Linked DNA regions of Sus scrofa: regions 2 and 3 are each linked to region 1. The links are chromatin contacts, called in public Hi-C and promoter capture Hi-C maps. All regions are on one chromosome and are shown on one strand. The core of a region is the stretch at or near the end of the contact, and the rest is flanking DNA. Distances in the headings are between cores, read along the strand shown. Region 1 overlaps MAPT (microtubule-associated protein tau). Region 2 holds the start of MYL4 (myosin light chain 4). Region 3 holds the start of CDC27 (cell division cycle protein 27 homolog).

Region 1 (4,657 bases), core at 1,200-3,699:
TGGCCTCACGCAGTGGGTTAAGGATCTGGCATTGCCCAGAGCTGTGATGTAGGTCACAGACTTGGCTCAGATCCGATGTTGCTGTGGCTGTGGTGTAGGCCGGCAGCTGCAGCTCCAATTCAACCCCTAGCCAGGTAACTTCCATATGCTGCAGGTGCGGGCCTACAAAGCAAAGAAAGAGAAAAAGAAAGAAAGAAAGAAAGAAAGAAAGAAAGAAAGAAAGAAAGAAAGAAAGAAAGAAAGAAAGGAAGAAAGAAAGAAAGAAAGAAAGAAAGAAAGAAAGAAAGAAAGGAAGGAAGGAAGGAAGGAAGGAAGGAAGGAAGGAAGGAGAAAGAAAGAAAGAAGAAAGGAAGGAAGGAAGGAAGGAAGAAGAAAGGAAGGAAGGAAGGAAGGAAAGGAAAAGAAAAGAAAAAAGAAAGAAAAATAACATTTCTATTCAGAAAAAAAGTTTGATAGAAATACAGTTGTGACTGGAGGTGTCAGTAGATTAAAGTAAAAGCTAAAAGAACATAGAAAGTCCATGTAATTGAAAAGGGAAATTAACAAATATGAGGAATTAAACAAAGAGTTTATCTATTATTAAGAGTTCAGACATTATGTTAATAGTCTATTTAGTCCATAAAGAAAAATACTCATGTAGAGAAGCCGAAAGTGCTTCTACTCTCTAAGCTCAGTGTAATACACCAGAACTTCATTGTGTACCTATCACCAACATGACCACAAATGCTTTGTCATTGCTCATTCAGTTTGGAAATCAAAATAGCTTTTCCAAATGCCTTGGTAACAAATGCCATAAAGTATATGGCAATGTCCACAAATTGTACTTAGGAGAAAGTCTTGATTTTAAATAATTTCATTTTAAAAAATTAAATGACTGCAGCATATAAATTATGTTCATGGAGGGAAAAAAGGGAATACAAGAAAAGAAATGAGAATACAGAAACAAAGATAAGAGCAGAAATAAATTAGAAAAGAGGAGGTGGGCAGTGGAACGAGACAGGAACATGAGTTGCGGTGGTTGCCTGTCAGGGGTACGATGGCGGGGAGTGGGGAGGGCGGCGGTCGGAAGGGGGTTGGGAGGGGGCTAAGAATTCAATAGGAATATAGCTGCATAAAAAAAAAAAAAAAAAAAAAAAAAAAAAAAAAAAAAAAAAAAAAAAAAAAAAAAAAAAGAGAACATACTATAGCCTCAAAAGCTGGTTCCTCCCTTTTTTCCTTTATTCATTCATCCAACATTTCTGGGGCACCTCTGAGCGCCAGACCCTATGCTAAGAGATCCTGCCTCCAAGGCCCAGGCTGGGGAAGGAGACACATGAGCTAATAAAAAGGGGCAGGATGGAGTTCCCGTCGTGGCGCAGTGGTTAACGAATCTGACTAGGAACCATGAGGTTGTGGGTTTGGTCCCTGCCCTTGTTCAGTGGGTTAACGATCCGGCGTTGCCGTGAGCTGTGGTGTAGGTTGCAGACGTGGCTCGGATCCCGCATTGCTGTGGCTCTGGTGTAGGCCGGTGGCTACAGCTCCGATTCAACCCCTAGCCTGGGAACCTCCATATGCCGTGGGAGCGGCCCAAGAAATAGCAACAACAACAAAAGACAAAAAGACAAAAAAAAAAAAAAAAGGGGGGGGGCAGGAGGAGAGGTCGGCCACACGCAGGAGGGAGCAGCCTGCACCATCGATGGTCCCCCACACTGAGGGTCACCTGTGTGGTCATCCACCCTGAGGAGGTCACCTGCACCATCCAGAGTCACCACCCTGAGAATCACCTGTGTTTAGAGTGTCACTCACAATGCCAGTTGCACCAACAAATCAGAGAAAACAGGACAGACCCTTTGAGGGGATCATCACTGGGTCTCTGAGAGGACAGTCCCCAACACAGAGTTCTGGAGACCCACCCAGACGGAGAGAGACTAGTGGGAAACTGCCCCTGAAGCTATCTGAGAGCAAAAGCAAACTAAAGCTAAAACAGGCCCAGCCGGGGCAGCAGAGGGGCGTGGGCTGGGCTGGAGCTGCGTTTGTTTACGGGAGAACTGAGAGTTAACAGCTGGTAGAGGGAGGTCCCTGCTGGCTCTGCTGTGAACTGCCTGGGCATTTGGCCCGACAGGACAGGATGGGATAGGATGGAGAAGGCAGAGGGTGGTGGGTGACACCGCCTGCAGAGCCTCAGGCTCCACTGCAGTGAGTCATGGAGGCGGAGCTGAGTAAGAGGGGCGAGTGTGGGCCTGGCCGAGATTAAGGCGGCACCGACCTCAGCAGCTGCTCTGTGTGGTCAGCGGAGAGCACAGGGGTCCCAGGTACCTTCCACGGTGAGAGAGAGGAGCTCATTTGGGGCCGAGGCTGCCAGGTAAGAACTAGGGGGCTCCCTGTGGCTGCCAAGGTGAGAAGGGACATGCAGAGTCATGACCAGAGCATGGTGTGGGGAGGAGGGGGAGGGTGGTCTGGTGGACTTCCAGCAGATGGAGCCAAAGTCACGGTAGCTGGGAGGTGAAGGCCCCAGACAGGACACAGCTGCAGGGCTTGGAAAGCCTTGGGCTGCAATATTCCAGATGGCCACAAGATGGCAATGGCACGCTGTAGGCGGCCGTCTCATTCCCGAGAACTGAAGTATTTTGTGATGTGAGTCCGCTGTATTTGCTGACAAAGTTTCAGGTCTCATTTCAAAAAGTGTATGTGTGTGTGTAGAACACTTATGTGAAGTAAAAAATGTGAGTCTGTACCTAGAATAGTTTGCCTGTCCTGGATCAGGGCCAGAGACTCAGCAGAACTTGAGTTGAAGTGTCAGGCTCTGCAGATCCTCCTCTGGGACAGGCCTATAACTCCAAGACCCTCTGGGCACTTTCCCTGTACACAGCATCTGTGTTTCTGAAAAATCTGGTGTAAATCCCATCATTTTAAAGAAGCTTGGCAGCAGCTACTGTTTAAAAGAACAATGTAAATAGTTTGAGCTTCTGGGTCAGTTTTCAGGCTGACCATCCTGGGCTTGAAGAAATAGCTTGCTATGGTGTCCGGTGCCGACCCATGTTAAGTTCCCACCAGCCCCCAAGCCTCAGCACTGAGCCTGTTGACCCTACTGAGGCCAAGCCAGGCCCAACCCTATGCGTCCCCAGGGATGTGACGGTGGCCTGAAGACACTGGGCCAGCCTGGGAGCTCCTGAGGGGGAGGGCTGGGCCATCTGGAGCACCTTGAGAAATCTGAGCCCAAACAGAACCGGAACAAGGTCTGATGAGAGTTTGGAACCGTTTGGGGTTGTCCGGGAAATGGATTAAACCAAAGTGGATCCACTCCTAGCCTCACCCCACCCCAGCCTCTCCTCCAGATCAAACCCTGACCACAGGAATATGTCCCTGGATTAGGAGACCTCTGGATCAAAAATCGGAGCCTCCAAAACGTTTTTTCCTTGATGGGTATTTTCAGTGTCTGCCCAGAGCTGAGGCTCAATACTTTACATTTACTCAGCTGAGAAATTAAGTTTTAGGATTCCATTTTCATAATGCCATCCATTGCCCTTTCTTCTCCTTTTTGTAAATCTACCATTCTGTAAAGGGTATTGCCTTAATTTGACCACTAACAGTAATTCAGGTCTGCTTTGTAAATATCCTTATGTCTCCTGCCAAATCCTGCAAAAGCTTTTGCCTTTTTTTGTGGGATTGGAACGAGGAAAAAACATATGGGAGTTCTCATTGTGGCTCAGTGGGTTAAGAACCCAACAGTGTCTGTGAGGATGCGGGTTCAATCCCTGGCCCCACAGTGGGTGGGTTAAGGATCCGGCATTGCCTCAAGCTGTGGCATCAGTCACAGATGCAGCTTGGATCCAGTGTTGCAGCTGTAGTGTAGGCCTACAGCTGCAACTCCTATTTGACCCCTAACCTGGGCACTTCCATATGCTGCAGATGTGGCCATAAAAAGAAGAAAAAGCCACATGGAGAAAACATTTCTGTGTATGCTGCAGATCTTGTTATTGCTTAATGTCTCTTGAGTCATTTGATGAATTTCTTGTAAAAATCAGTACAGAATGGAGTTCTCATCATGGCTCAGTGGTTTACGAACTTGACTAGTATCCATGAGGATTCAGGTTTCATCCCTGGCCTTGCTCTGTGGGTTGAGGATCTGGCGTTGCTGTGAGCTGTGGTGTAGGTTGCAGACATGGCTCAGATCTGGTGTTGCTGTGGCTAAGGCCTAGGTCGGCAGCTGCAGCTTCGATTCGACCCCTAGCCTGGGAACCTCCATATGCCTTGGGTACGGCCCTAAAAAGACAAAATAAATAAATAAATACATATATATATATATATATATATATATATATATATAAAGAAAGATAACCTCTTTGAAAAACTGGTAAATTTTCTTTGTCAGGTAAGGGAGTTATGTAATTATCATCTTTCCCTTTTTGCCTTGACTTCCAGGAAGCTCAGAGCTAAATGCGATGATCAGTCGTACAATTGTCCTGATAGTCTTTCCTTCTCTTACCATTATCTTTTCAATTTTCTTGTTTTATTATTTTGTGTGTTTCTGTGTCTTTTCCAATTCTAAACTGCTCCAATTCTCTTGTGAAAGCAGGCAAGTCTGCTTCTGGGACTTATCCAATGGAAAGTTATGAATAAGAGAAAATTATCCCCAAAGCAGGAGTTCATGCAGGGACTCCTTAAAATTTGAGGGTGG
Region 2 (4,657 bases), core at 1,591-4,090, 320 kb after region 1:
CACTCCCCAAGGGAGGAGCAATCGTGGGGGAAGTACTTCTTAGACGGCAGTTCACCTGCCCTGCGAGTTTAGGGGATGAAGAGAGAAAACAGCTGTCTAGGGTTCGAGTGCCGCTCCTGTTTTTTATGGGCCCCTCCCAAGCACAGTGCGTCTTCCATGCCCTGATCTTACCCTTACCAGCACCTGGATCAGAGGCTTGAGTCATGAAGGTGATGGCACATCCCTGTTTGCGCTAAGCCACCGGTGGAGGAAAAGACAGATGAGAACACCAGAGACCCTTTCCCTTTTCAGTCATTTCACAGCCATGCCTGGCCACCTCGGGCCATAAACCAAAGCCACCCTGCTTACCACACTCACACCAGTTCAAAACTGGCTGCTCCCCCCAAGGGGTATCTCACAATTTTCTTCATTTCTTGGTATTTTCTGTTCATAATTCTTCTGCTGTTGACCGTGGGAGGGAGCACAGCCGTCTCACTGGTCCAGTCAAGCTTAAGGATTTTTGAGTACTTGCTCTGTGCCAGGACACTGCTTTGTGCAGATTGCCTGTATTAACTCTTTTTCTTTTTCTTTTTTTTGCCACACCTGTGGCATGTGGAAGTTCCTGGGCCAGGGACTGAACCCTTGCCACAGCTGTAAACCAGAGTCATAGCAGTGACAACACCAGATCCTTAACCCGCTGATCCACAAGGGAACCCCTTATGTTTATTCGCTAATCACCCTGTGAGGTTATATTAGCAGCCTCATTTTTTTAAATTCTTTTTTTTTTTTGCTTTTTAGGGCCGCATGTGCAGCATAAGTTCCGAGGCAAGGGACCGAATTGGATCTGCAGCTGCTGGCCTATGCCACTGCCATGCCACAGCAATGCCAAATCCAAGCCACATCTGCAACTATACCATAGCTCATGGCAACGCTGGATCCTTTAACACACTGAGTGAGGCCAAGGATTGAACCTGCATCTTCATGGATACTAGTCGGCCTCATTATCGCTGAGCCACAGCAGAAATTCCATCACCATTTTTTAGATGAGAAAACTGAGACATAAGGAAAGTAACTAGCTTGCCTGGTGGACAACTCGATCAGGCCTCTAACCCAGGACTCTAACTCTTGGGTGGGCCCCCTTAACCTCTGCCCTGCAGCAGAGCCTGATTCACCCAGTGCCCTCTATGGGGACAGATAAATGTAGTGTTGGCCAGGGCATTGCCCCATGATGTCTAGCTTATGAGACACTGGACAGAAAGAGGGGAGCAGTGACAAGGACAAGGCTTTAACAGCCAGGCCTGCTGTCAGCAGCATTTGATCCCAGGCAGGAGACTAACTGATCTCCCTTGGGGCAGAACACTGGCCTTGCGTGGTTAGAGGTGAAGGAAGGAGGATGCCTGAGTCTGCGTTAGCCCAGCCTAAACCAGGGCTCATGTCAGTTCTCCTCTGTGCATTGTCCCTGAATTTGATGTGTGGTGTAAACTGGTTGGTGTGAAATTCTGTCCTTGTCTTCCTTCTACCAAGCATGAGGTCCTTCCAATGGGAGCATTTGGCCTGGAGCAAATGCTCTGGCTGGGAACCCCCGTGCCTCCCAGAGGCAGTAGTGAAGCTGCCAGCACCTGCTACTCCGCTGGCCTCCTCACTTCTGCCTCCTCTTTCCTTCTCTCTTCCTTTCCTTTGCTCTGATTGTTGAACTTGTATTGGAGGGTAAGACCCTGCTGTAACCCCTGTGAAGGGTACTCTAGGTGGATAACATTGGAGGGTGACAGTCGGTGGCCATAAAGCAGAATGAGGACCGTAAGAAACCTCTGACTCCGGTTCCTGGGGTCTTATGAACTGCGGGCATCGTGGGTTTTAGTAATAATGAGGCTGGTGTCAGGTATCTTGACTCACAACGTGTGGCTTTTTCTGGGAAACCACAGCTCTCTTCCAGTGGCTTCTGAGTACCAGTTGCTTGTTTAGCTGGGGTTGCTTAAAGAGAATCAGAAACCGATTTGAGGAGATGCTCCTCCCCCACTGAGGTTTCAGGCATGCAGGCCACTCATCTGAGTGTTGCTGACAGGCAGGCTGTCTGGCCCCAGGGACCTGCTACATGCTTTCTGAGCCACAAATATTTCACACCGTGGGTACTCAGCAGCCGTCCTTCCCCTCCCCAGTTCCCTTCCACCTCTTCCTTGTTCCTAAATCCACACTCTACAGTCACGTTAGCCAGGGCCACCTTACCCATCCCTCCCTCCTGTGGGCCTCTCTCCGGGCACTGCTTTCCGGAAAACCAGACACCTGAGCATGCCTCTAGCTTCCTCTGCCTTGGAAGGCAAGGTAAAACCCACAGCTGTGATTGTCTCCTATGTGTAATACATAAAACACTTAGGAGTGGTGCTGATTGAAGCGGCAGGGGTAGGGGAGCCCCAGACCTGGCCTCTCTGCGTCCCTTACTGCCAGAAGCAAGTTAAGGATGCCTTAGGTGTCTGTTGCACACTTTGAAATCCCCTGACTATCTCTCCTTGTAGAGATAAGAAAGCTGAGGCCCAGAGAGGGGAAGTGGCTGGAGTCAGGACAGTGGCGTCTAGCTCTTGTAGCTTCTAGCCTGCAGTTTTCCACAGTTTGTGTACCTCTGCAAACCCCAGACACCTTGTCCAGGGAGGGGATGCTGGGGGTGGGGGTGGGGGAGGGGGAGAGGCTCGGCTTCCTCATCCCTCCTTCCTCATCACCAGCAACCTGAGCTCCCAGCCCCCTGGGGAATGAGGGAGAGGGAGAGAGCCGAGAATGCTGAAGGGTGCAAGCAGAGGCACATGGGAGCAGGTGACAAGGAGTCAGAAGGAAGAGAAAGGGCAGAAGAGAGGAAGTGGGGAGGGGAAAAGAGCCAAGGAGCTGCCGTGCCTGTCCAGGACCAGGACTGGCCTAGGGTTGGGGCCCTGGCCTTGCTCTAGGATCCCCTTGGGGGAAGTCCTGGCCTCCTTTCCTGCCTCAGTTTTCTTTGAAGTCTTCCCTGCTCACTAGTGGTACAGTGAGAGCAGGTACAGGGTAGGGGAGGGGCGGGTGGTGTCAGAGCATCACACGCAGGGAGCCGGGCTTAGCTGGCTCCACTCCGCCTGCGAATAGCTGAGGGTCTTGAGGTGGCTCCGAAGTCTCCTGCCTTAGATTCCTCACCTGTCAAAGCAGAGGGGGTGAGACGATCTCTAAGGGCCCTTTTGGCTCTAAATATCTGGGAAATGAAACTATGGAGCCCGTGCTTAGGGAACCCAGAGAATGGGCAGATGTGGGCTCCAGGGCATCAGGAATTATGTGGTCTATCAACCTTGTTTTATAGATGAGGAAACTGGACCTAGAAAGGCAAAGTGACTTCTCTTTCAGCTTTATTTCTCTTCATCCTCTGAACTGTAGAGTCGTAAGATTCAGCTCAAAGTAATTCTGTGCAGTGGTTAAGTTTTCTGTTGTTTTTCTGACATTTTTTGACTTTTAACTTTTTTTTTTTTTTACAAAAACAGTACATGCTTGTTGAAAAAAATTTCCGTTAATACAGGAAGTGAAAAAAGTAAAAAACTGAAAATTGCTGTTATCCTCCTGTCCTCACCCTTTGAGTCCCCAGGGGTGTCTCCTGTTAATGGTCTAATATGTATTCATCCTAACCTTTCTGATGAACACACAGACGTATATGGGCTCCCCCGAACTGGGATTATAATATGCATTATTCAAGCATTACCTTTACAATCAGACATACCTGCTTCTCATGCTAGTTTATTGTGAATTAGCTCTGACCTTGTTATTTGATCAGTTTTAGCCTCAGTCTCATGTGTGAAATGGGAGTGATAATAAAGATATTATTATTATTACCTTACAGGATTATAGTGAGGATTTTTTTTTTAATTCTTTTTTTTTTTTTTTTGTCTTTTGTCTTTTTGTTGTTGTTGTTGTTGTTGCTATTTCTTGGGCCGCTCCCGCGGCATATGGAGGTTCCCAGGCTAGGGGTTGAATCGGAGCTGTAGCCACCAGCCTACGCCAGAGCCACAGCAACGTGGGATCCAAGCCGAGTCTGTGCCCTACACCACAGCTCTCGGCAACGCCGGATCCCTAACCCACTGAGCAAGGGCAGGGACCGAACCCGCAACCTCATGGTTCCTAGTCGGATTCGTTAACCACTGCGCCACGACGGGAACTCCTATAGTGAAGATTTAATGAGATTTTATATGAATGGCACTTAACTATCAGGCCTGATACATAAAGAGCCCTACACACACACACACACACACACACACACACACACACACACACACACACACACAACCAGGAGGCGCACAGTGAGTTAGAAGTATATAGTAAAAATGAGACCTGAGATCCTGACCTCTGATCTCATTGCATTTGAGCCAACCCCTCTGCTTCTCACCCTAGCTCCTCTGGACACAAGTTGAGCACTCAGTATTTGTTGAAGGAGTGATTGAGGTTGTGCGGGTGGACCTAGGGATTTGAGGGCTGGGGAGTTCTTGGGGAGCTGGCTCTGGAAGATGGAGGGTTTTACCCTGTGGGTTGGGAGGGTGTGGGACAGCCTGGGTTGGCTGGACCAGCTGTTGCTTCAGGGCTCCAGGCCTGTGAGTTGAACTTCAGGGCAGAGCCGAGGCCCCGGAATGGCTCTCAGCTTAAAGGATCTTGGCTTAAAAGGAATGTGCAGTGGGCTGCCTCT
Region 3 (4,657 bases), core at 1,051-3,550, 310 kb after region 1:
CAGTTGATTTTTATCATTGTAGCCAAAGATCCTATTGCTCCAGATCCCTTCTTGAATGGCTTCTTCTCATAGTAAAAATTATAACCAAAATTCTCACCTAGCTCTATCTTCACTCATCTTACCACTGTGCCCAAATCTAATAAAGGTAGTATAGGAAAAAAAAAAAGACCAATTTGACCTTTTTTGGGGGGGGGGTCTTTTTGTCTTTTTAGGGCTGCCCCCACGGCATATGGAGGTTCCCAGGTTAGGGGTCCAATTGGAGCTGCAACTGCCTGCCTATGTCACAGCCACAGCAATGTGGGATCCAAGCCACGTCTGCGACCTACACCACAGCTCATAGCAATGCTGGATCCTAAACCCACTGAGCAAGGCCAGGTATTGAACCCGTGTCCTCATGGATGCTAGCTGGGTTTGCTAACTGCTGAGCCAGGATGGGAACTCCAAGACAAATCTGACTTTTAAGCCTTAAAAATACCCTAAATGCTTTAGAGTTAAGAGTACTTTAAAGAAAAAGAGGAAACTCGATTGGTACTATCAAGGAATTGGCTACATATTTTCTTTATGTTTTTATGTAAGTTTAAATTGTTAATAAATAGTTGTTATAGGTTAGTAATAAAACTAGTTTATCATTTTAGAAGGGTTTGGGGACCAGAGAAGGAAAATATATCATTAATTATTGAAATTACAAAAATCTGAAGCAGAAATTAAACGATTTAAGTGATTTGCTTATCCATTTAAAAAGGTACAGACAGTAACTTCCAATTTCATGTTAGGCTTCAAAAAAAAAATCTTAAAAAGGGACTCTTTACTAGTAAGAGAAAAGTGATGGAAGGAAATAGCTTTGAAAGCACCAGTATAATGTAAAAACAGGTAAACTTCCAGGATAGAATCTCACATTATATTAACTAAAAAACTAATAGTTGCTATACAGAAAAGAGCTAGAGAAAGAGCCAACTAGGAGAAAATAGTATTTCATCCTGTGAAGAAAAATTAAGGAAATATGGAAGGAGTGATGTATTAAATTTTTTACTATGTGATACCAATAGTAAGTAGTGAATAGGCCTATTAAGGGCAATATGAAAGAACTTCTAAAATTGGTTTCTTTTTTTAACTTCAAAATAAAGAAAGTCCCTGACTCAAAGACAGTAGTTGATAAAGGTCAACTCTTTTAATCAATTCAAAGATCATAGGGTAGGCATAAAGTCTCCCAGACCTGGTCCATCACCAAGGGACAAAAGATTCAGTTTCTTCAGATGTCTTGGGGGGGGGGGGAATGACTTGGCACTGCATCATCACACACTTAAAATCCAATAGGGTTCCTTCCAAGCCAATGGAGCACTTTGCATCAAAACATACCTTGGTGTGGTACGGACGGAAAAATCATTATCTGCCTTTCATTTCCTGAACGCCTTATAAACACGTACAATAAAACACTCCTGATTCCCATCATAGGTCATGGAAAAAACCCAACTTGCCGTTTCCACCCTCTCCCCTTTAATAGGTGCTTGCATCTCAGCACCGGGCCTTGGAGTTCTCGACGGAAATCATTGTCCAGAAGGAAGTTTACTGGGCGAGAAAAGCAACGTGGGTTACAAAGTCTGTCACCGAAATAGAAATTAGTATTAAAAACACCGATCCTACCCTCCCTCCACCTACTCACAAAAAAACAAAAACAAAATCAAAAACAACACTCTCCCCGCAAACTTGCCCCACCATTATGAAGATCCTGCAAACGCTGATCAAATATGCTTCCCAATCATCTTCAGGCAAGAGAGCACCTGGGGCTAGTTTTCCGCCCCCTCATCCCAAACCCGTCCCGGGCCCGGCCCCCAGACTGACAGAAGGGGTTCGCTCGACGTTGGCCTGGAAGGGAAAGGGGGTCTTATCAACGAACCCCGCTCCTGCTGGGGGAAGAAGTAATGTAGGGCCAGAGGTAACACGGCTTAGGTTGCGGGCAAGGCTTCGGAACTGACGAGAAGACAGGCAGAAGCCGGCGAGAGGGGAGGCGGGAGAAGCAGCCGGGCCTAGGCCGCACCAGGCCGCGAAGTGGCCATACGCTGCTTCCAGACCAAGGCTGCGAGCCAAGCCTCAGCGAAGGGGGTTACCATTACCTGGACGGGTTCCTGCAGCACCGTCATCCTTGAGGCTCAGGCCCACTTTCTGCAGTGCCTCAGGCCCCCCCCCGTAGCGGCTCCGGCCCGGCCAGCCCCGGCTCATTTAAACTCACCAGCGACCGTTACCGGGGGATGGGGGAGGCCGAGCGATTGCCGAGTACTTCCGAAAGGGACACGGAAAAACCCGAAGTGGAGAGACCGGGGCGGGAGCCAGACGGAAATGACCGAAGGAAACCGGAAATACCCGAGGTGTATCGACGGAGGAGGAGACCGTTGCCGGAAATTGTCGAGGATTACCGGAGATTACCGAGTGTAACCCAGTGCGTAGGTTCCACTTCTACGCCATGCCTTCACTCACGCACGCCACGCCCCCCATGGGCCACCCTAGGGCACGCCCAATCCGCAACCAGTAGGCTGGGCATGGCTGCAGGAGTCAGCTGGGATCGTTACGTGACCCGGTGGCCGCCTTGCTTCTCCGCTCAACCTTGCTGGATTAATTGGTGCGCTGCAGATTAAGCAAAGGGTTAAACCCAAGAGTTTGGGGTTGACTTTAGTTAAACAAGAATTATCTGTATTTTGAGTTTAGGTCATTCATTCATTCCAGAACTATCTATTCAAGGCTCAAAAGGAAAATAGGAAATTGGAAGGATTGCCACCCCCGAAGATTTTGTAGGACCCCGGTCCTCAAAGAGATTATTGTCTATTTAACGGAAAACTAATGTAACAAAGAATAGTACATTATATGGTGATGTGAGCATTCAGAAGAGAGGAAAGGGAAATTAATTAGGATTGAGATGAGGAAGTTTCAGACTGGTTTCGAAGGATGGGTAGAATTAGAAGAAAGGAGAAAATAGAAGGAAGTAGAATGAGATCTGGTACGTTAACTGGAAATGATTATTTAGGTGGCCAGATCATGGAAAAATCTCAGGAGGGAAGAGTTTTTTATTCTTGATAGAGGCATTGTGGTGTATTGGGAAATTCAGAGGCTTAGTTTTGAATTTTATCTCTGGCACTAAATTGTATTAGGTCCTTAAGCAAGTCACAACCTCCCTGAACTTCTGTTGCCTTAGTCTGAAAAAAAAAAGCAATTAAGAGAACTAAATGCATTAAAGTATGTGACTGTGTCTAACAAACTCTAAGAGGTTCTCAAATTTACTTCCTGCTCCCTTTCCCCCCAGAATGTGTGAACAGGGAACTATCAAAACTTTATTTTTTGGTAGATAAGAAAAAGTCTTTGCAATATTTTTAAATTCAAGTATAGTTGATTTACAATATTATGTTTCAGGTGAACAGCAAAGTGATGCAGATATATTTACAGATTGTTTGCCATTATAGTTTATTACAAAATATCAAATATAGTTCCCTGTGCTATACAGTAAATCCTTGTTGCTTATCTATTTTGTGTAGAGTAGTTTGTAGCTATTAATCCCATACTCCTAATTTCTCCCTCTCTCTCCCTTCCCTCTTTGGTAACCTTAAGGTTAAGGAAAACATTTGGGTTTTATTGTGTGTTTGATTGTTTGCTTTTTAGGGCTGGCCACATCTGCAACATATGGAGGTTCTGAGGCTAGGGGTCTCATCAGAGCTGTAACCGCAGGCCTACGATACAGCCACAGCAACTTGGGATCTGTGACCCACACCACAGCTCACGGCAATACTGGATTCTTAACCCACTGAGCAAGGCCAGGGATCAAACCCAAGTCCTCATGGATGCTAGTCAGGTTTGTTAACTCCAAAATGTGATGCTTTTAAGTGAGCATAGCACTCCAGATTTTCTTCAAATGGAGTTCGGAATGCAAGAGGACAGGCTTTTATTTTCTGGATTACTTCTGTTAAGGTGGACTAAAGTTGTATTTGCATTTTATAACAGTCAATGACACGGTTTGTTCATGCTAAGTTTTTTGTCATTTTTTTTTTAAGGCCGCACCCAGGGCATATGGAGGTTCCCAAGCAAGGGGTTGAATAGGAGCTGCAGCTTCGGTCCTACACCACAGCCACAGCAACGTTAGATCTGAGCCGCATCTGCAGCCTACACCACAGCTCATGGTAACACCAGATCCTTAACCCACTGAATGGGACCAGGGATCAAACCCACGTCCTCATGGATACTAGTCAGGTTCATTAACCACTGAGCCATGACGGGAACTCTGGTTTTCTGTCCTTTAACATGCACAGCTCTTTTTTACACAACACGTGAAAGTCTTGTACTTGTACACTGGATTCTTGTAAATTTAAATGTAGGAACTCACAACACAGGATAGATACATAAAGATGATATTTTTTTGTGTGAAAATGTGTATCTAGAGTCAGCATTTAAAGAGTCTGTGATTCTTGCACTCTGGCTCTTAAGCTTAGAATTTGCCTAAAGTCCCTCCTTTTTTTTCGTTTCTCTAAAAAAACAAAGCATTTCTTTCCTGACTGTTACTCACGGGGTTAACACATCTGTTGGTGGTTTTGTACTCATGCACAGCAAGGCCACATCGTTTGAAGTTGTGCTTTGATGGAATCTTTTAGAGCATTTTTCACTTCCTTTTCTGTTCCTG

The links. Promoter capture Hi-C pulls out the DNA fragments that hold promoters and counts their contacts. A called contact is a pair of places that touch in the nucleus more often than the background predicts.
Region 2: a contact with region 1 is called in a Hi-C map of embryonic fibroblasts, with 2.5 times the contacts expected there. The contact joins the promoter of MYL4 here to the enhancer-like site in region 1. A contact is called at or near these places in 7 of 47 Hi-C or Micro-C datasets (embryonic fibroblasts, liver, mesenteric adipose tissue and 3 more) and 1 of 2 datasets of contacts at active chromatin or transcription factors (alveolar macrophages).
Region 3: a promoter capture Hi-C map of skeletal muscle shows a contact between it and region 1, with 8 times the contacts expected there. The contact joins the promoter of CDC27 here to the enhancer-like site in region 1. A contact is called at or near these places in 3 of 5 promoter capture datasets (fetal liver, liver and skeletal muscle), 12 of 47 Hi-C or Micro-C datasets (alveolar macrophages, embryonic fibroblasts, epiblast stem cells and 7 more) and 1 of 2 datasets of contacts at active chromatin or transcription factors (alveolar macrophages).

What each region holds. Positions count from the first base shown.
Region 1 is chr12:17,114,838-17,119,494 of Sscrofa11.1, reverse strand. The region is part of intron 7 of MAPT (microtubule-associated protein tau); the gene reads left to right. Among named protein-coding and RNA genes, the nearest start is that of MAPT, 94 kb to the left of the region's middle. Within about 2 kb of position 2,449, at least 50 of the 83 cell types and tissues checked have an H3K27ac peak or open chromatin away from gene starts, as enhancers often do. A contact at or near this core is called in alveolar macrophages, embryonic fibroblasts, epiblast stem cells and 6 more, where this site is marked.
Region 2 is chr12:16,790,396-16,795,052 of Sscrofa11.1, reverse strand. It overlaps MYL4 (myosin light chain 4), which reads left to right and starts at 2,840. Exons shown (of 8, transcript XM_003131306.2): 1 at 2,840-2,996.
Region 3 is chr12:16,808,511-16,813,167 of Sscrofa11.1, reverse strand. CDC27 (cell division cycle protein 27 homolog) reads right to left here and starts at 2,300. Exons shown (of 19, transcript XM_003131307.5): 1 at 2,112-2,300. The coding sequence starts at 2,138.